Regions from separate parts of the Sus scrofa genome. Here all the other regions are linked to region 3. A link is a contact called in public Hi-C data. All regions are on one chromosome and are shown on one strand. The core of a region is the stretch at or near the end of the contact, and the rest is flanking DNA. Distances in the headings are between cores, read along the strand shown.

The links. Hi-C and Micro-C count contacts between places; a contact is called where the count stands out from the background.
Region 1: a Hi-C map of skeletal muscle shows a contact between it and region 3, with 4 times the contacts expected there. The contact joins the promoter of LRR1 here to the promoter of PSMA3 in region 3. A contact is called at or near these places in 3 of 47 Hi-C or Micro-C datasets (embryonic fibroblasts, heart right ventricle and skeletal muscle).
Region 2: a contact with region 3 is called in a Hi-C map of liver, with 5 times the contacts expected there. The contact joins the promoter of MGAT2 here to the promoter of PSMA3 in region 3. A contact is called at or near these places in 2 of 47 Hi-C or Micro-C datasets (liver and skeletal muscle).

What each region holds. Positions count from the first base shown.
Region 1 is chr1:179,459,206-179,464,224 of Sscrofa11.1, reverse strand. LRR1 (leucine-rich repeat protein 1) reads right to left here and starts at 2,777. Exons shown (of 4, transcript XM_021101338.1): 1 at 1,766-2,777. The coding sequence starts at 1,978.
Region 2 is chr1:179,475,134-179,480,111 of Sscrofa11.1, reverse strand. MGAT2 (mannosyl (alpha-1,6-)-glycoprotein beta-1,2-N-acetylglucosaminyltransferase) reads right to left here and starts at 1,648. Exons shown (of 1, transcript NM_001128482.1): 1 at 308-1,648. The coding sequence starts at 1,648. The coding sequence ends at 308. It overlaps RPL36AL (ribosomal protein L36a like), which reads left to right and starts at 2,292. Exons shown (of 2, transcript NM_213917.1): 1 at 2,292-2,322; 2 at 3,026-3,474. The coding sequence starts at 3,057. The coding sequence ends at 3,377. LRR1 (leucine-rich repeat protein 1) reads right to left here. Exons shown (of 4, transcript XM_021101338.1): 4 at 4,775-4,978.
Region 3 is chr1:187,339,806-187,344,353 of Sscrofa11.1, reverse strand. It overlaps PSMA3 (proteasome subunit alpha type-3), which reads right to left and starts at 2,123. Exons shown (of 11, transcript XM_001927990.5): 1 at 740-2,123. The coding sequence starts at 760.

The sequences.
Region 1 (5,019 bases), core at 1,528-4,027, 7.9 Mb after region 3:
ATTTAATTTGGGGATATTTTGAGTTTGAAATACTGAAACGCATCCAAGTGAAGAGTAGGTAGATGGCTCAAGTTGGAAGTTAAGGGAGAAGACTAGCTAAAGATACAGATTTGGAAATCACATTCAGATGGATGACAGCTGAAGTTATGGGACAGAAAAGCAGTCAGTTTAAGGGCCCCAAGGCACTTCCACATTCAGCACTAATACCTACTTACTTCAGGGTCGAGGACCAAATCGCCCTAATTCAATCAAGAGATGTTGACTTGATCCTACTATGTCCCAAGTCCTGTGGCACCGTCTCTTCCATAAAAGTATCTCAAGGCCTTTAATCACAATTCATCTCATTTCTGATATTATACCACTCTGCTACTACATTTACTGCAGCACTTATAGCCCACCATTGTAAGCGATAATTTATTTCTCCCTTCTTAGTCTTGGAAAAACACTGACTAAATCAGGTTTATTTCCCACAGTATCTAGAACTGCACCCTACACATAGCAAGTCTTCAGGGAGCAATTTACAATAAAATTTTGATTAAAATTTCCACCTACTGACATAGTTTTAAGAGCGGGACCATTACAGACTCTTAAAATAGGCAGTACCTGAGCTGGGCATGAAAAGATAGATTTTAAAGTAGACAACAGGGAGAAAAGGGAGATTCAATTCTGGTTATGAATCTACTTCTGTTACCTAAGAGATTTCTAATTTATAATACATTGAGTGACATGTGGAGCTCCTCTGTGGCTCAACAGGTTAAGAATTCAGTATTGTTACTGCTGTAGCTCAGGTCCGATCCCTGGCCCAGAAATTTCCACATGCCATGGGCACAGACAACAACAACAAAAAATGCTGGATGATTTCTAAAGTCCTTGCAAATGAGAAAAATTATATGAATTGATTCCATGAATGGGGGGAATTATTTAGACTTTCACCTACTTACATCAAACATTACGGTAGTTCTAAATGAAAGATCCCCGTTCCTCCACTAAGTATTCACTGTGAAATGCAACACTTTAAGGGAAATAATCCCAGAAACAGTATAAAATCCAGTCAAGTGTCACATGCAAGGGTGAGTGATAAAATGTCCCCTCAATTTCATTACAGTATGCAGAAGTGTATTCTAGCCGTTTTCACAAGATAACGAGCCTGGGAATCAAGGTAAAAGAATTCTATAAAACTTGTGCTTTAGAAAGTCTATTTCAACTTCCAACTTCTTCTAAAGAGTTTACTACTGCTATGTACATACGAAAAACCCCGGATGCAAGATGCAACCTAGGCATTACTGCTTTATTACTGTGCTAATTTGGTCTAGAACTTAGATACATCATCCCACAAAGAGCTCAAACAAACAAACCAAACTAGAGAAAAGACTGGGAGAAAAAGAATCTACTGAACCAAAGTGCAGCCATTTTACTAATCCTCCAAACTGGACTGATACTTCATCACGTATAGCTTCGTTTCACGTAGGCCGAAATTTCAAAGGCTTTAAAGGGGCAGCGTTGTCATCTACTACTAAGCGGCAAGGCTGTCAATCGAAGTCGCAGAAACGAGCAAGAAAAATAATGAGAACATGCACTTTCAAAATCTTCCCTCCTTCAGGTCCTTAGGGAGCTCAGGACCCGGGGTCCGGGCGGTGGTGGTGCGAGCTCAGGGACAGGGCGCTAAGGAACCCCCAAGACGAAGCCCAACCTAGGGAACGGTGGGGTGCTCAGGACAAGAGCGCCCGGGTGCCTACCCTGGCACAGCCTGCCCGCCCCCACGCACCTCATAGCGGGTCCCGCGCTTGTCCTTCAGGGTGGAAATGAACAGGCAGGCGGGGTGCGGGCCGCCTCGCTCGCCCCCCGCCCGGGGCCGCGGCTGAGTCCTGGGCGCCTGCTGACAGAGGCTCAACACGGCCCGAACTCCCTTGCCACGGTTCCTCAGCCCCAAGGCCGGCAAGTGCCGACTGATCACCTCTACTTCGCAATACAGCTTCATTTAGCCCAAGCTCCCGCCACCAACTCCCCTTTCTCTGCTTTGAAACTTCCCCCTTCCCGCCGGGCCGCGCCGCCGCCGGGGTCCTCGAGCGCGCGGCTGTCCGGCAATCTGCCTTCTTAATCGTAGTGCCAAGGTCTCGGGTTTTCTTCGTGCGGCGTCTTTCGCGAGTCCTGCGAGGGGCAGATGGCGTCCCCTCTCCCTTGCATGCGCTGTGGCTGCGGCTCGCGGAGCCCGGAAAGGGATCGCCTGAGGGTTCAGGCCTCCTGAAACCGGCGATCGGCGGGGGCACCGCGTCCTTTCTCGGGAGCGCGCTCGCTGACGGCCGCAAGTGTTATTGTCTGGGCGGAGTCCTAGTTTCTGCTGTTGACACTTAACATGCTTCCGCTGCACGTGGGACTCGAGTTTCCGAGAAAAGTCAGCTGTGGGTCTTTTGGGGGGTGGGGGAATCTTTTTTTATCTATGCAGCATCCACGCTTGGAATGCGGCGAGATGCCCAATGCTAGGCAAGGCGTGGCACTCCCCGGCGCTGAAGGGCTGATGTTTTGGGGGGATTTTGGTTTTTTTGTTTGTTCGTTTTTGGTGCTCCGGAGGGACACCTGCCACGTCAGAAGGGGTATGACAGTATTTGACTTGGCTTCTGTTGAACAAATTTTCTCTTTGCAACTCCTAGTGGGTTGGATGGAGTGACTGGCTTAACTGCATCTGAGACTTGGAAAGACCATCCAGACCCCATACACACACTCTTCGGACTCCTTATTCCATTTGCTAAGAAGGGCCAGGCTCTGGGTGGGGCGAGGGAGGCCATCACTCTTAGGGTCGTAGTAGTCTTGCGCCCCGCCCCCTTAAGTTTTGCATGCTCACCTCACCCTAGACCAGGGCAGGGATCAAACCAATATATCATTTTTAAAAATCCCACATGTATCACAACACTGTAAATCAACTATACTCAGTAAAACTTTGAAAAATGAAAAAAAAAATTCCACATGTAAATGATAACATAGAATGTTTGTCTCTGACTTCACTTTGTATGATAATTTCTAGGTCCATCTATGTTGCTGCAAATGGCATTACTTCTCTTTTTTTGTGGCTAATATTCCATTGTATGTATGTGCTACATCTTATGTACCCAATTCTTTGTTAATGGATAGTTAGGTTGTTTCCATGCCTTAGCTATTGTAAATAGTGCTGTGATAAACATTGGGGCGTATTATCTTTTAAAATTACAGTTTTGTCCAGGTAAATGCCTAGGAGTAGGATTGCTAGAACACATGGTAGTTCTATTTTTAGTTTTTTGAGGAACCTCCATACTGTTTTCCACAGCAGTTGTACCAATTTACAGTCCCACCAATAATGTAGGAGGGTTCCCTTTTCTCCACACCCTCTACACCATTTATTATTTGTAGACTTTTGATAATGGCAGTTCTGACTGGTGTGAGGTGATACCTCACTGTAGTTTTGATTTGCATTTCTCTAATAATTAGCAATGTTTATGTGCTTCTTGGCCATCTGTAAGAAATACACAGGGAATTTTAAATTGGGCTACAGTTTTTTGTTTTTTGTTTTTTTTGACAAAAAGAACCGCCCCCAGAAAAAAAGCCAACCTTGAGATTTGTTTTCCTTTTGTAAAGTTAGTTTCTCTCCTTCCTGTCCTACATACCATACTCATTCCCTTTTCTGTGTTTTGTTTATACTAATTAACCTTATTAATTTTTCATAACCCCAGTTCAGTTTCCACCAAGCTTTCTTTAATATCGCGATTTAATTTTGGGAGAGGTTGAAAATCCAATTGCACTTAAAATTACCTTCCATTACTTTTATTTCCCCAGGTTTCTGTGCATGCCAAGCATTCAACAAGTAATTGAGTATCTCTGGCTTCCCTAATTTGTGCTCACAGTACACTTTACTCATTTAGGTTTGTAGCTCGTGTGGGCTCAATCCAGTAAATCACAGTGATGTCATATTCTTAAAGAGAGAAATCACAGTCTATGGATAGTGTAGATCAGTCTGCCCTAGTACATTGGGACCAGATCTTGGAGTTGTGTTTTTTTTTTAATGGTAAACTTCATCTACACTAAATAACGCTAAATTCTTATCCAGTATACACCTAAGCATTAGGCTTTTATAATGCTGTCTTGACCCTGTTGACACTCATTGGTCATGTTTTGTGTTTTCACTAGATTTCCTAATACCCACCTTTTCATTCTTAGTATTGCCATATCAGTTCAGAACTGCATTACTTCCCTCCAAAATTTTTTCTGAACTTAGAAAGTCTTCTTATTTCAACACATTTCTTCAATATTTATGGTGTTCCCTATGTATGCCAGCACCATGCTAGATGATTAAAAGGCAAAGATGAGTGAGTTCCCTGTTGGCTCAGCAGGTTAAAGACCCAGCATTGTCACTGAAGTGGCTCTGGCCCAGGAACTTCTGCATGCCGTGGTGTGGCAAAAAAAAAAAAAAAAAAAAAAAAAAAAAGAGTTTACTTTGTTTAGGAGAGGTGAGTAAACAAATAATTATTCAAAATGGAATAAATGTTAAATTCGAACATTAGAAGAGTATAAAGCAGCCAGATGATGAAAGCATTTTTTTTTTCTAAATCAGATCCTTTTAATATTAAAGTTCTGGAATACCATTGAAAATTTTCAAGCAGGAGATAAAATTTAGGTCAGTTTAAGAAAGGCTACTGTGGTCAGTGAAGAGATTAATTTGGAGGCAGAACAAGCCTATAGGTAGCACTATCAGTTATGAGGCTAGTACAACAATCCACTATCCACCCTGCTGCCAAATTAAATTTCCAAAGATGTCTCTTCACCACAGAATCCTAAAATATAAATATGTTGAAATGGATATATATATATATTTATTTATACATATATAAAGGTTCTAACATTGAAGCTAGCTCAAGAGAGATGTAGATCTTTAAATGGAAAAATTCCGGATGTAGAATCACAATGATTTTGAGACTAATTTAAGGAACAAAATAGGTGATATCTTGAATAATGGTGTCTTAACATGCAGATCATTCAGATGTGCTTAAATTT
Region 2 (4,978 bases), core at 399-2,898, 7.9 Mb after region 3:
AATTTAAATAAAATTTCCCCTTTTACTGGTTAACAATGATTTCCTTCAGCAGACACACAAGAAACTTTAAAACCCAACTCACAAAGTGAAAACTTGTGTTTTAAATCTTAATCAGACAAGAGGAAAAGATTACTATATTTGGACAACTTTTATAAGAATTTTGTTGTTGTATTAAAGCAGAAACCAGTTCCTAAACTCTTTTATTCAATTGTATATCCTGTTTGGACAAATATCAAAAATAGAAGACTGTCACCTTTTGCGATTGCGTTTTTTTTTTTTTTTTTTTTTTTTTTTTTTTTTTTTTTTTTTACTGCAGTCTTCTATAACTCTTACAGAGTTCATGGTCCCTAATGTCTCCCCACCCTCCATTTTTCCTAGGTGGGGAAAGGGCTGCTGTCAATTTTTCACTGATAGTTAAAGTTTCTGGAAACATGTACTGTTTGTTACTATTTAAGAGTGACTCAATTTGGGCACTCTGTGTGGATGGTCTACAGGTTTTTTTGTGATGCATACCACAGTCTCCAGCATGAAAAATCCTAGGAACTTGAGGAACCAGCACTTTCCAAAATTTTGGAAGACAAGATACAGTCAAATATTGAAGTGTCCAGTCCCAGTTATAATCATCATAAGTACAGAAAGTGTCTGTGCACTCGATCAGCTTCTGATAGGCATCCCGGGTCAAGGCCAGACCCATATTGTGCTCCGTGGATTTCCACGTTTTCACATCTACCTTGTCAGCAACGTCACGGAAACTGCGAACGGTAGTATAGGTCCCCAGGGAGAGAACGTCACACTCAGGACACTCTTGCTGCTTTAAATTCCACATCTTTTTGAAGACATGGTAAAAGTCTGGGGCTACGTAGTGATCCTCCTCTAGGAAAAGTATGAGGCCAGCATAGTCTCGAAGGACTTTGACCCTCTCCCACACGAAATGCAGCTTCCACCACCAGTGGTGTTTGGTTTGGGAGAACTTGGCCTCTCTGTAATGGCCGAAGGAGTCGGGATATTCAGCATTAATGCATCCCATTTTCAAAGCTGCATTCTTCTCCAGGTCTCTAGGGCAATCTCTGGGGTCAGTACCCGGAAACTCGTTAGGGTACAACTGAATGCTGAAAGGAAAGAACACCTGCAGAACCGGACAGAAATCCACCCCAGCGATCAGCTGATTAATCTCAGTCGACCAGAAGTCATGGCTAAAGATGACGAGGACGTTGTCGATTCCCTGGGCTTTCCGAAGTGAGTCCAGGAGCAGTTTGAGGTATTCGGCCCGGTTGTGCACCTGGACCACCAGCACAAGCTCGCGGGGGACCCAGGAGCTGACCTTATCCACATTCCTCAACGTCTGGTCAAAGTTCAGTTGGTACACTAGGGACCGGTACCGCAGCGTCAGGTTGTCCACCTCGGGCTGCGGGGCTGCCGCGACCAGCGGAGCCGCCGAATCGTTGGAGCCCCGGCGGATGCCCACGGATATGGCAGGATGGTCCCCGGCCCGGGCGCCCGCACCCCGCACGGGCTCGGCGTCCAGCAGCGGCGGGGCGAGGGCCTCATTCTTCCTTTGTCGCCCATTGCTGCTCCAGAGGACGAAGCCGCAGGCGGCCACCACGAACGTCAAGATCAGCACCTTCCGCTTGTAGATGCGGAACCTCATGGTCTCCGGGGCCGGGAGCGCGGGCAGGCGCGTAAAGGAGCTAGCGGATCCCGCACGGAAAGGGCGGGCGGGCGGCGGCCGTGGCCTGCAGCGATCGGAATGGGCCTCCGCGGCTGCCCTCGCTAACTCATCCCTGGCCCCGGGGGTCCTGGGGCCCGAAGGCGCTCAGCTCCCCTGTGCCGCCCGGGCTCCACACATCCTCGCCTGGCAGCTGCAGCTCAGGCTGTCCCGCCGCTAGGAGCCGCGACTCAGCGTCGCCTCGGTCCTCTCCATCCGGCACGGGTCCGAGAAGCCCGCCGCGGCCCCACCGCACCCCGGCTCCGTTACCTGCGCTTCCAGCGGCCCTGCGTCCTCTGGGCTTTCATCCTTACGCAGGCACCGGACGTCCCGGACCGAGGGACGCAACCTCGTCCCACTCCCGCGGAGACTGTCCTGACAACCAGCAACTGGCTCGCGGAGCTCCGCGGCCCCCGGGCCCACACCCCTCCGGCCCGCCCCTCGGGCCGTCGGTTGGCGCTTCCCCGACGCGTCGGGAGACGACCGGGCGTCGCTGCCCGCCTCTTATTGGGCCGCGGCGCTGTCGCTCAGGCTCAGTTCCTGCTTCCGTCCCGATCCTCCTTTTCCGGTGAGGCTAGAGCAGAGCGAGACCCGGAACGTGGACATCGGTTTTACTGGTAAGCTACACGCGGAGTGGTAGCGGTCTCGACTGGAGCCCCCGAAGCTCAGGATCCCGGGGTGGCCGGGCGAACCCTGGTAGGAGAGGGAGGGCGAGGCCCGCCGCCTTGGGGGATTTCAAGAACGGGCTTCTCCCTTCCGGGAAGGGGCTCCCGCATGGCGGCTGCCGGGCCGGGAGGCACTTGTTAAGGACACGTCAGCCTTCGGGGCCGCTGAAGGGAGACCGTGTTTCGGAGGGAGAAGTCAAACCACGTTGCTGCGGTCCTCAGAGAAGGGCCGGGCTCGGCCTTGGCACCAGCTACACCGCACCCGGAGCCAGACTGGCTCTCGCGCTCACTCTCCCACTCTTCCGAAGGAGAGTAGATTATCACACGACCACGCTTTAGTTGTTGGGTAACCACGGTAAATTAAGGACCAAAGGAACCCACTTTGGAACTTAGAGTCAGTAGGGGGACCTGACTGTATAGGGCATCCTTATGCTGCTGCTCTGGCCCTTATTTTAGTGAGCCTCATTTTATCACTGCTCCGATGATTAGCCTTCTAAAGAGTTGTGCACATATATATATTTATTCGTGTGGAAAATGCGTATTTGGTGCATTTATACGTTAATGATTTCTGTAATGTTACTATTTCCATATTTACAAAACTTAAAATTTCAAAATGTTTAACGTCTGTTGCTGTATTTTAAATATTTTACCACAGTATTCATCGTGAAAACACCCCTGTTGCAAAGATGGTCAACGTACCTAAAACCCGAAGGACTTTCTGTAAGAAGTGTGGAAAACATCAGCCTCACAAAGTGACCCAGTATAAGAAGGGCAAGGATTCCCTCTATGCCCAGGGAAAGAGGCGCTATGATCGGAAACAGAGTGGCTATGGCGGGCAAACAAAGCCAATTTTCCGGAAGAAGGCTAAAACCACAAAGAAGATTGTGCTGAGGCTTGAATGTGTTGAGCCCAACTGCAGATCCAAGAGGATGCTGGCAATTAAGAGATGCAAGCATTTTGAACTTGGAGGAGATAAGAAGAGAAAGGGCCAAGTGATCCAGTTCTAAGCCTTGAGAATTTTTTTTATTCTATATTTGAGAGGAAGGTGTTGAAGCCATAGGGGGAAAAAAAATGCCTGTATGAGAATAAATACAGTGATACCTTACTGAAATCTTTTGTATTTTTAAAATATAAATAGGATCTTGTGCTTATTTTGGTTCTAAATTAAGGAAGTTACAGAATTAAGGTTCATTTCAAATTCTCATTTAAATTTAGTTCCATAAGACTTGGAATGTTGATTTATATATAAAGATAGGAGTCCCACCTCAAATTTTATAACTAGGTTATGGAGATAAATCATAAGGCAGGGAAAAAACTGATACTTTTCACATCAATTTCATATCTGTTGGGTGAGTAAATGATTATGATTGAGCTGCTGGGGAAAGTCTCAATCAGATTTTGAAAAAAGTACATGGAAAAGATAAGGTAGGCCTGTGTATAGCAGACTGGGTGGAGTAGAGGATCCAAGCTGAAGGGGTAAAAAGAGCTGACTTTTTGCAAGGGTATGGTCCAGTAGGGCATACTAGCCACATATAGCTATTTACATTAAAAATGCAGTTTCTCAGTTATACTAGCTACATGTGGTTAGTGACCACCCCATTGGACAGCAGAGACGTACAATGTTTCCATAGGTTTTTCTAGACAACCTTTTCTTAGACCTTGGTCTTTTTTTTTTTTTTTTTTTTTTTGTCTTTTTAGCCCTCACCCCACCCCAAAGCATATGGAGGTTCCCAGGTGAGGGGTCCAACGGGAGCTGTGGCTGCTAGCCTACATCACAGTCACTCGGGATCCTGTATTCCCAGGGGAAAAGGCGCTATGATCAGAAACAGAGTGGCTATGTCTGTAACCTACACCACAGCTCTGAGCAATTCTGGATCCTTAACCCACAGATGGAGGCCAGGGATCAAACCTGCGTCCTCCTGGATACTAGTAGGGTTCATTACCACTGAGCCACCACAGGAACTCCCATAGACCTTGGTCTTCAATGTAAAGCAGGAGTTGAAAATTGACTTGTAATTACAAAAAGTTCTGAAGCAAGTGAAAAAAATGGAGTCCATAACAACATGAATTCCATCCTTTGAACTTTTCAGAACATACCCTGGGAGGTACTCAAATGTTATACCCTGACTGTTGGGAGTGTTGAGGTAAGAAGTTAACTGAAAACAGAATGGAAGGTTAAACTCAAGTGAGCCTAGTAATCACCTATGGAAGGCAAGAAAGAAAAATAAGTTGAGTATTAAATGAAAAACTGAGAAAGGGAAATGAGCTATGAGAAGAGGACAAGTTCTCTTATTTCTGTATATGAATTTTAAGTTGGCTAAGGAACTTGGGGATGGCTTCTAGATGAGCAAGAATTCAAAGGGCTAGGGTATAGGAATAACTTGATTAACACTCATTCCCAAAGTAGGCTATTAACATCTGCCTTTATTGATGAAGAAATAGTCTTTCTACAGGAACATATGAAAATCAAGTGTGTACTAATTTACTCTTAAATATACCATAAAACCATTTTGAAAAGAACCACATTTTAATATGGGCATTTTATAATATTTATGGGCAATATCTCATCAGTTTATGCGTTTAGAAAATCTTAGGAAGTTCCCGCCCT
Region 3 (4,548 bases), core at 874-3,373:
AAGGTTTTAAAGTAATAAAGCCGAACAAGTTAACAAATCCACCTCCAAAATCCTCAACAGTCTGTCTATTGAGTCAGAAGCGGTTAAGTCAGCAGCTAATCATTTAAACACTAACGGCACTGATACCTCAAAGTGCTGGTAAGTAATTTGTACACCAAAAGCTAGGACTACAAAGAAAAAAATGGAAAGGATTCTTCAGATTGCGCTTCCTTACTAATTCTGACAAGTTTCCAAGGACTCACACAGAGCGGTGCAACAGCACACTCGAAAGGAAGTCGTAGAGAATCTCCGTGAGTCAGCAGCATCCTAGGAACTGCAACGGCGGTCCCTGGAAAGCTGTAGCTCAGACCCTGGAATCCCAAGCCACCTTGCCCTACTGGTTCTCAAGAGGCTAAGAGTCGCCCAAATCCTTCACAATTTCAGGCCCCACGAGGTTCCACTTTCGGTTTCCCTAAGCGGCTAAGGAAAGTGACTCAGCAAAAGGGGGCTCCAAATCTCACTGCTGCGCCGCCAAGCCCGCTACACCTGAGCTGTGAAGCGTCAGGTCCGAGTCACCGCAGACACGAACTCAGCAATCAGCGAAGGAAAGACCTCAGGGCCCCGCACAACTGGAAGCGGCCCACTTGCCCCAAGGCAGTACCAGCGCACCCTAAGTTGGCGCAGCCCAGGCAGTGTGTCCACGTTCCCTTCTACGCTGATCCTTAGGCTAGACTATCACGCCGAGAAACAACGAACTTACCCCGGTGCCGATTGAGCTCATCGTGCTAAAACCACCAGGCCGCCTAAGGCTTCAGGCCCAAAGCGAACCCCTCACACCTCAGTACGCAGACTAGTAACAGGCTCTCTCATTGGCTGTTCTTCCAACCAATAGTTTTCCTCTCTGTGGCTTGTTCCTGGATCCTTACCCACAGAACAGAGAATTGTGGGGAAAGGGGGTGGGGAATGCGCGTAGCGGGCAACGCGCCTGTGCAGAAGCAGCGGAGGTCGGGTTAAGCAGGACTGATTCCTTCCTCTTCGGTTTCTCTCCGGAGGGTTGTCGGGGGACTTTGAGTCTTCCAATTGCTTGAAAAGCTGCTCCAGTCTGTTTCCTAGGAGTTATCTCTTCTCCTTCGCTTTTTCTTCCCTATTCTTTCTTAAAGCAAAGTGGAGAGATGTTCTTATACTCTTCCAAAGGCCAAAGGAAATGGTAGAGGAGGCGTCTCCACGCTTGACGTCCTGATTGTAACCCAGTTATCTTGATGGCGTCCCCTTTATCCACCCCTCCTCACAAGCAGGAAGGAAGATGGACTCTAAGGGTATCAGCTTTGAGCTCAGATCGGAGTTTTACAGAAGAATTAGTACTTTTTCATATAACTACTTAATAGAATTAAGAATAAGACTGAAGATTATTTTAACTCAGTATTCAGTTAAACACTGCTGATAAGACTTAAGAATTTGTACATAAACTATAATAAAAAATTCTTTAAACGGTAAAGAAGACATGACCTCCCCTCTTAATGAGTTTACATTTAGTGGGAGGAAATAGACAACAAAGAGTAAATAGGCAAAATAGTTGCACCACGTGGTAAAAAAGAGACAATGGAAGTTTGAACTTTAGACCTATTTATTAGGGAATTACTTTGTAAAAGGGGGATATTTAAACTGAAACTTGGGATTGTTATGGGAGTATAATTCCAGTTCCAAGGCTGTCGGAACTGTCGGGTCAGTATGGCCTGTCATAGTGATTAAGTGGTGAGAGTGACAGGAAGTGAAATCAGAGAGGTGGACACGGGGTCAGATCTTGTAGTGGTTTGGATTTTAATCTCCGATTTTAAATGGAAAACCATCAGCATTTTTAACTGCTAAATACTTCTGTGTGTATTTCCCCAAAAAAGAACATTATTTTACATGCCCACAGTACAACTATGAAAATCAGAAAATGTATAATGCTTTTTTCTAATCTACAGGCTTTATTTAGATTTTGGCAAATCTCTCAATAATGCTCTTCATAGCAAAAGAAAATACAAGATAACACACTGCATGCAGTTGTCATGTCTCTAGTCTCCTTTAATCTGGAAAATAATTTAATGTTTCTTTATGTTTCATGGCATTAACACTTTTGAAAAATACAAGCCATTTCCTTTGCAGGGTATTCCAAAGTTCAGGTTTGTATGACTTTTTTTGCATGATTAGATTCAGGTGATGCATTTTTGTCAGGAATACCACAGAAGTAACCTTGTATTTCTATTAGGAGGCACATGCTGTCATTTGTGTCCTTATTGATGATGTTAACTTTGATCACTTAAGATTTCTCCACTATAGTTTCTATCTTGCTCTTTGTAGTTAATGAATACCTTGTGAAGAAATACCTTGAGGCTATGTAAATATCCTGCTACTCCTCAATCTTACACCCGCTAGTTATAGTATCCTGTGATTCTTATTTGAATCAATTATTATGATAATGGTTGCCAAATGGTGATTTTCTAATTCCATCATTCCTTCCACAGTTACTGGCTTTCTTCTGTAAGGTTATCAGTAGGTTTTTAAGCAGACTGATAGATCTAATTTAGTTATTAAATGATCTCTCTTGCCTCTGTGTGAGGAGTGATGAATACAAGGAAGGATAGAAGCACAGAGAATAGTTGGAAAGCTATTGCAGTCCTGTGGTCAAGCCATAATGGAGAGTGTGTAGAGTGGTGGCAGTGGAGGTGGAAATATGTGGATGGATTTTAGATATGTAGGGCTTGCTGAAAAATTGGATTAGAAAGTAAAGGAGAAAGAGGAAATTCAATTGCTTCTTCCTGCTAATTAAGCACCATAATTAAAGTTAGTTCTTATTCTTAAACAAATAGATAGAAGAAAGGATTTGGATATTCTTGGAAGACTAGCGTTTAATTTGCCTAATCCTCACTGAAATATTCTGGTTGCAATTTTTCATGCGAGATCCTGAGTTAGACCATTGTGGGCCAAGAAAGTGCGGAGGGAAGTTAAAAAGAGTTCACCCTGAAAGTAGATTATAAGCAGTCCAAACTTGTTTAGGGAGCCAGTTAAACTTTTAACAGGATTTGAGTGCCTAATGGTCTTTGTCTATTCACTAATAATTAAGAATTTGAAGCTCTTTCTGAACTTGTTAGTTTAACTGCTTACTTGGGGGCTGGATTGTTGATTTATCTTGTAACTCAGAAGAATGCATTGAATTGTGTGGCCTGAGGATCTTGACTAGTGCCTGATTCATTAGCGGATTTAAAAAGTATGAGTATGAATGCATTTATTTTAATTACTTTACTTTTGGAAATAGTGCATATAAAATTGCTGTGTAATTTACACATATCATTCTTAAAAGGTGATAAAACTTTTGAGATTATCATAGTCTGTTTTATACTTCCACTTATTAGAATACATAACAGTGCTTTTACACATGGTAGGTGCTTAATAAATGTGTTGAAAATGCAGATAAATACAAATTCACTTACCAGTTACATTCTGCCAAGTTATAAAATAGTCAGAATAAACCAGAGTTTGCAATTGCAAGAAAAAATTGTTAGTCAATAATTACATTAATATTTCAAGCCTGAAAATTTTAAACATTCTGCTTAAATCTTAAGTGCACTTTAAAGAATCTGAATGTATATTATGCCATACCTTATTTTTGTGTTTTAATTAAGTAATGCAGGGAATGTAATGCCCAATGTGTTTAACTTCTAAATACTGTTTTAAGGGTTTTAGGGTTAGTATCCTAAGAATTCTTTATTCCAAGTTTACAGTTAGGGTTTAGCTTGCTGTTCTAAGCAGTAGGATACACACCACCCCCCATCACAGAAATGTGCAGAGTTCTTTAGCTAGAGAACTTCATTAGTATCTCAGGGTATATACATTTCCATAGGAGATTATTTTATTCTCTCAGTCTGTCAAAATTTGGTCAGAGTCAGTTCTCTTTTTCTCCTAGAATTACCATTCTTTACAGAAGACTCAGTGACACTGTAATCCTTTCCTTGTTTTTTGAGATGGATGGCAGGAGCAACCTCTGAGAGACCTCTCACTTGTCAGGCAGCCACTTGAAAGAGGTGGTATTTTAATTGAGCCAATATCGTTTTCCTCAATTTAACTTTCCTTGACTAGGTCATATTAAAGGAAAACAGCTAAGCTCTACTGTTCTTCCGTGGGTGTGTAACTAACTTTTTCGAGGTTGGAATTTGTTTCTTTAATGCTGCGCCCCAAATTCTAGGACTCCATTACGCCATTTGATAGAAGGGGAATAGTCGCGACATGTTTTTGTAATGAAGATAACGAGTTGGGCAGTAAATATTTTAAAACACTAGAGATTCGGTGATTCTGTAATGACAGACTTACCCTAAGTTTTCAACTCTCTTGGGATACACAGGCAATAAAAAGGATTAAATTTAAGTACAACTAGAGAACTGTTTTAAAGAACTGAAAAAAGATCTAATTTGGAAGTTACTATCTAATAACATGACACAAATTTTTTATATAAATAAAAAGTTATAGGGAAAGAAAAAGCAAATGTAGTTGAACACTCATCAAAGAAGAAAAAATTAGGCCTGTCACCCA